Regions from separate parts of the Anser cygnoides genome. Here region 2 is linked to region 1. The links are chromatin contacts, called in public Hi-C maps. All regions are on one chromosome and are shown on one strand. The core of a region is the stretch at or near the end of the contact, and the rest is flanking DNA. Distances in the headings are between cores, read along the strand shown.

Region 1 (3,332 bases), core at 250-2,749:
GTGTTTAGCATGCGACATAAGTGGTATTTATGAGTATCATGTAATGATATAGGGGGAAAGAACTATGGGAAATTATTACAGTGAGTGTCTAATAGATACATTGAACCTGTGTATTATACTGAAATTATATAACAAGCACTACCAAATAATTCCATTCCAATCAACGGAAACACATGGTAATTAAGTTTAGCAGGGGTGTGTGGGGCTTAAAAATGTTGTGACATTTGAGGACAACCATACCGCACTCGGTAACAGCAAAGCATTTATATGAAACAATGAAATAACAACAGTCATGTAAATAAATCAAGTTGGGTCAAACCCTTTCACACCCAAAATCTGTGAAAATGCCCATTGCACGATGTTTAAAATGAACAATTCGATATGATTTAGATTTTTTTTAAGGGAAACAAGTATGTTCTATTGTAATTTATTATGCTGTACACACACACGAGGTCACTTCTTCCAGGCATAGTATAAAAATTCAGAGGACGAAGTAAAACAGCACCAAAACTATTGCTGGAATGGAAACTTCACATGGAGGAAATGCAACTCTTTCAATCTCTTTAATAGAAGTAAATAGAAGGACCTCTGAAAAATTTAAAGGGTAACAAATAAGAGATTAAACTCTTCATTGGTATTTAATCCTGTTTTTCTGTTTCATTCCCAGGCATTGTTTTACATTTGGTAAATTTAAGAATTCAAAACATCAGATTATTGTTTTGCAAGCAAATCTGAGAACAAATAGAGAAAGCTCAGAGATCTCTGCACACCCATCACAGATGATCAAACTGCTCATGTTATTCCCTGAACTGACATGGGCTTCTCATGCACTTGAGATCTATAGTTTACACTTTAATTATAATTATTTTGTAATAATTATTTTGCCGTTACTAATTACTTATATTATTAATTGAAATTAACACTTATTAATTGCTGATACAATTTAATATTTCCCAACGTTAAATACGCATTAAGTGATCTATGTGCATAATTGAGGAAATGACACCATTTTTTGCCAGTACTTTTCAGCTAGAGGTAAACTAGTGAGTTAGAGGAAAGCTCCTGGAGATTTTTTTCAAATATCCCCTTTTAATCAATGTAAACTTTCAATAATTCCTGAAGCATTGCTGGCAGTCATATTTCACAGTAAACACAGGGAGCCAAGCCAGGATATGACAGATGAACTGCCAAATAATGGCTGCTATTTGCAAGAGAATTGAACTTTGCACTAAACTTGGCATAGATTAATTGTGAAACTCCAAAGGGAAAACCCACTTCTGTTTCCAAAATCCATCAAAATTATGAAGGGGGAAAGCAGCAATTGGGAAAGCATTACCACTGTGCTTGTTAAGCAGTGATGAATGACACGCTATATTGAAAGTCCTGTAATTTTCATGCTGAAAAGTGCTTTTCTTTTCTCTGCTTTTACTAAGGCAAATTCAGATTTTTTAAGTAGAACTGTATACAATATATTAAAATTAAAAGGGAAAAGGAACTCTGGGCAACGAGTATCACAAACATTGAAATATCTGCCTGTGAAGTACCTTCAAAGGGGCAGAAAGCTAGGCAGGGCTCGCGAGTCGATGGCAGCACAACAAATGAGTTTTAGAGCCTGTCATGGCACGTGTGGGCACTGAGCCCCTATGAAGATTAATAGGGATTCAGCATGTACACCCCAAAGAGACGTGAAAAATCAACCCCCTATTCATTAATCTCAAAGCTGAGGCATGCTTACAGGGAGACCGACATCCACGGCAATGCGGTGTACACAGAGGTGCACTGCGTGGACCTACGGAAAGAAAAACTGAAAATTTGAGCAGAAACCGGTCATAAACCCATAGATATTCAGTAGTGACTTCCCCAGACGCCTTTGGCCCCGCCAAACCGGATCAGATTTGCTCCCAAGCCGGATTCCTCCCTCGCTCCAGCAGAGGGAAGCAGAACACGGCGGCATCTCCCCATGGGTGCTGAGCTGCACTGGGCCTCCTGCGGCTCTACTGCCACCATCGCTGCCTTTTGGCTTTGTTTAGCAAAAATGAATCAATTTCAGCACCAACTGAAAGCACCCCTTGTCCAGAAACCGTTCCGTCACTTTTCTGGATCAAAGATGGGAGTGGGAAATAATTGAAAGCGCATGGTTAACCAGCAGCAGACGTCAAACTGTGCTCCGACACATTACAAAACAGCTTATGATTATTATCCTTCTGAATTCTTTTTAAAAGCTCCCTTTTGATTAGTATTTTATTCCCATTGATGGCAACATTAAACCCACTATAATTTTGCAGGCATTAAATAATCACTTTGCTTTTAAGGATAAAACACAAAAAGCGCCTCATGCGAGGTTGCAGCCATGGGCATTTTGTACACAAAGCAGCATCACGTTATTACTTACCGAAGTCCTTTCAGAGTATGTGACTTCCAATATCAATAACCGTGTCCCCAGAATGATATCTCTAAGGCCAACTTTGATGTCGATTCTGTGATGCTTTACCCAAATTGTATTTAATTCAGCATCTTCTGGGTGACACAGCTAGAAATGGTGAGGTTTTTCAGAAGAAATTTAACCACCACCACAAACAGATCTGCCATTGCTGGAGCCTCTACTGTTCTAGTTATCAAGGCGGGGGGAAAACAAATGTTTCAGTCATTTATACCAAGACACACACATGAATTAGGCTTTAGGCAGGATTTAAGATTCTTTTTTTTAATCTCTGCGCTTAGTGGAAGTTTTTTTCCTCATCTGAACTGCTATTTTTGTGATCATTAAGAAGCAGATGATGGAAAAAACGAGTGTAAAAATATTTCTAAAGATGGTGAAAATTGCCTTTTCCTCTACAAAAATAACAGCAAGTTGCTCTGCGGCAGCACAGCAAGGGGTCCTAAGGTTGCATCAGGGCCTGCAACCCAAGGAACAACTTGGTGTCAATAAATGGAGGCGTACCCAGGTTTTGTTTCTGCCTCCACAACAGAACCACAGGTTTGCCCTTCATCCCCGCCTGGATGCTTACAAATGTCTGTATTTACAAAGTTAAAATGTATAAAAGAGAAGTAAGCTTAAAGTGTCCCAAAGTACTTCACGTAGACAATAAATAAATAAATAAAAATCCTGCGTGTCAGTGGCATAAACGGCGGTACTGCCCGCCTGCATTTCTGTCAAGCACAGGAGGGGAGACGCTGCAGCAGGGATGTGCAGGAGGTGCACACCTTGTGGTGAGAGACAGAAGAAGGGCAGCTCTGTTCTCACTGCAGTAATTGAAACCATTTCCTACTGGGACAGAAACATCAAATCCTACATCCTCATCCTCTGTCCCCACCAAAACGTCCTTAAAGCC
Region 2 (3,240 bases), core at 337-2,836, 110 kb after region 1:
AAATGAGCACTGATACAGAATCATTTCTGCTGGAGATTAGCTGAGAAATAAAAGAAAACAGCCAATTTTCTACCATACATTTAAGAAGTTCTTGTTTAATTTATATGTGCATGTGAATCAAGCTTAGAAGAGTTGAAAAGTTTACATGTTCTAGATGAAAGCACTTTAGATGCTTTATACACAGTAGGCTAATGACAGATTTTGGGGAAAGAGAAATACTTAAATCAATCAAAGAGGTCAGAAGTTTTATTTAGAATCATACATGCATGCCAAAGAGCTGTGTGGCTGAAGAGCTAAAAGGACTGGGAGGTTTCTCTAATTCTTTTGGACTAATTAATGACTTTTTGATGTGGCTACAAAATGAAAAGCATAACCTCTGACTTATTTTAGAAAGGTCGGGCATGGACTTCTCAAGTGGTGTTTTTTGTTTTTTTTTTGTTTTGTTTTTTCCACAACACTCTCCTTTTTTCTGCTCTTAGGATAGCTTCATAAGACAGATAAGCAATATTAAGCATATTAAGTGGTTTAAGATGAAGCCAAAATTGATCTATTATCTACGAGGATATACTTGAACAAAATTTACTTAGAAATATTGGAAAAATGTAGTTAAAATCGGCTCTGAAATTATTCGGCCTGCACCTGCCATTTCAGTGTCATTTTATCTGCTCAGTGGTACCCACTACGAAGCCACAAAAACTTTGCACAGGACTCAAAAGCTACCTCTGATTTGCTGACCTTCTATTTCAGACTGCCAAACATTTTTCACCAAGCTTTGAGTGGAAGCATTTTTGATTACTGATTTTGATCGTAACAAAGACATGGACCAAACAACAGCTATAAAGTTTCAGCTGATATCCAACTAGCAACAATTAAAACTAATAAGCAAAGGAACACAGCCAAACCAACCCGGAGTTGCCTCCCACGCCTTTTACACCTTTGTTTTTGTAGCACAGGTTCCACCACAGTGCTGAAGCACCTGGCACATCTCCTGTTAACGAGGTTCTTAGTGAACCTCACAGAATTTCTGGCATCTCCTGTACCTCCCTTTGTGCTCTCTCAGCATCTGCTGGACCCTTTTGGGGTTTCTAGTGTGTGCACAAACAGGTATCAGTATTTATGCATGCGTGTGTACATTGTGGGAAGAGTGTTGGGCACAGTGATGACTGCAATTTAGTTTTAGAGACACACCAGCTTCCACAAGAGCTTATTCACTCATGGAAATCCACAAGGTGATGGTGTGGTGACTTTGAGTGCTGGCTCAGGCCAGCAGCGGCCTCCAGGACGGTGGCTGAAAGGGGTGACAAGGTGACATCCATCACCCCGGACACCACAGCGTACGCAGGCACTAACTGCATTTCTTAACACAGCACAACCGCCTTCAACACACATCTTTACCTCCCCGAATCTTTATTTGTGTGTTTCCTTTTCGTGCAATACAAGCAGAACTGGCCACAGCTCCTTCTGTGAGCTCCCAAACCCACCCGCTCCCCAAAAATCCTCTCAGAGCTCCCCTCAGAAGCAGCGCCCCCACCCCGGGGCCTAGCGGCCTCCACAGCCGTGCCCGCAGCGCCGCTCCCGCCCCTCGCCCCCCTCAGGGCGCCGCCGGCCCCGGGGCCTCCACAGGGCCCGGGCCGGAGCCGATCGCGTCTCTGGGCCAGCCCCGCGGCACAGCGCGGAAACGGAAGGGGCCAGGCCGGGGCCGGCTGTCAGCGGAGGCCGCCGGGAGCGGGGGTGGGGTCGGTTTGAACCGTTGGCCGCCGGCCTGTCCCCGCACCGGGGGACCGGGAGCCGCCGGCCCGGCCCGGCCCGGCCCGGCCCTTCCCGTGCGGTGTCACCCCGGGCGCCTGCTGCCCCCCAGGGCAGGGCCCGGGCGCTGCGGGGTAAAAGAGCGAGGTAAAGCGGGCGATGGGGACCGGGGTAGCGGTTGGGGTCGGTGGGGTGACAGCGGCCAGGGGGAAGCATCAGCCTGGCTGTCCCTCCGAGCTTGTCACCGCGGGAGGTGTCGCTGAGGGTGGCAGCCGCTGCAAATCCCCTCAGGAAAGCCCCGCAGGCGGCAGCGCCGCGCGGTGAAACCGCAGGTAACCACCCGGAGGAGGAGGAGAAATAAGGAAATAGCGGCTCTCACCCTGCGGGGACGGTGCTGGAGTCCCGGGCCGGCTGCAGGGTAGGGTGGGCTGGGCTGGGCCAGGCTCTCCCAAATCCCGGTGCTGCTCAGGAGCCGAAACACGCAGCAAACCCTGCCTGGCCCCCTGGGAACTCTGTGGCCTGAGAGCTTGGATAAAAAGCTCCTTTTTGGTTGTCTTTTTGTTTTAACAGACTGTTTAATATTCTGCCAATACATGCTAGTTGTGCCACTTCCAAGTCTGCTTGGTGTTTTTCCTCCAGTTGCTTTTTTCTTCTTAATAAAAAAGTTTACAAGTTTGCTAATTACAAGGAAGATAAACTAGTATGAACGTAGCTGTTACACAAATTAACGTAGGTGCCGTTTCTTACAAATTGTGCCGACTGAATACCTTTTTGTGTGGCTGGCTATTTTCAAAACTAGACAAGCGTGTTCTTGTAGAAAGTTTAATTGAACATCATTTGTAATGCAAACCACGGTTCTTTTTGCGTGAATTTAATGAAAAAGTTTCCTTTTCTATATAGTTTCAAAGGATGTCTTGGCATGGCCCAAGATGAATAGAGATCATCATAGAGCGGTATGCAATCTCATCTACTTCAATATGAATAATTTTGCAGGTTACTTTGCGCTCTTTCAAAATGAATGGCGAAGAAGAAACGTGGGAAAAACTAGATGCAGAATTTGATCACTGCGTTGTGGATATGAAGCCTCATGTTCTAAAGCTACAGCATAGGTCAGGTAAATGTCGTAAAACGTGTATGTAGAGAAACACTAATAACAAAACTCTAGGTTACTGGTAATTATTATGTGTACTTGTTTCACTTTAATGATTAAATTGACACTTAATGCCTGAAGTTACATGGTATTGTAAGTTATACCCCCCCCCCCCCCCCGAAAAAAAAAAAAGTTTAGATTGCTGTTGCTATTATTGTTTTGAACTTACCTGTATTATATTGTTGACTGCAAATGTGATTTTGCGTAAATATATTAGTTTCTGTGTTTTTAAAATTGAGTAGAAGCTAAAAGCTTTTAAAAGGCATTAATTCTGAGATTGCATTTACCAAATTGCAAATATTTTTTAGAAGTTTGTTTTTTTTTTTAATTTGGGTTAGGAACTT

Evidence for each region. A called contact is a pair of places that touch in the nucleus more often than the background predicts.
Region 2: a contact with region 1 is called in a Hi-C map of liver, with 8 times the contacts expected there. The contact joins the promoter of CEP112 here to the enhancer-like site in region 1. A contact is called at or near these places in 3 of 7 Hi-C or Micro-C datasets (all in liver).

What each region holds. Positions count from the first base shown.
Region 1 is chr19:9,705,987-9,709,318 of Taihu_goose_T2T_genome, forward strand. The region is part of intron 3 of PRKCA (protein kinase C alpha); the gene reads right to left. Among named protein-coding and RNA genes, the nearest start is that of CACNG5, 70 kb to the left of the region's middle. Within about 2 kb of position 1,500, at least 1 of the 3 cell types and tissues checked has open chromatin away from gene starts, as enhancers often do. A contact at or near this core is called in liver, where this site is marked.
Region 2 is chr19:9,820,040-9,823,279 of Taihu_goose_T2T_genome, forward strand. CEP112 (centrosomal protein 112) reads left to right here and starts at 1,587. Exons shown (of 26, transcript XM_048064340.2): 1 at 1,587-1,893; 2 at 2,740-2,860. The coding sequence starts at 2,761.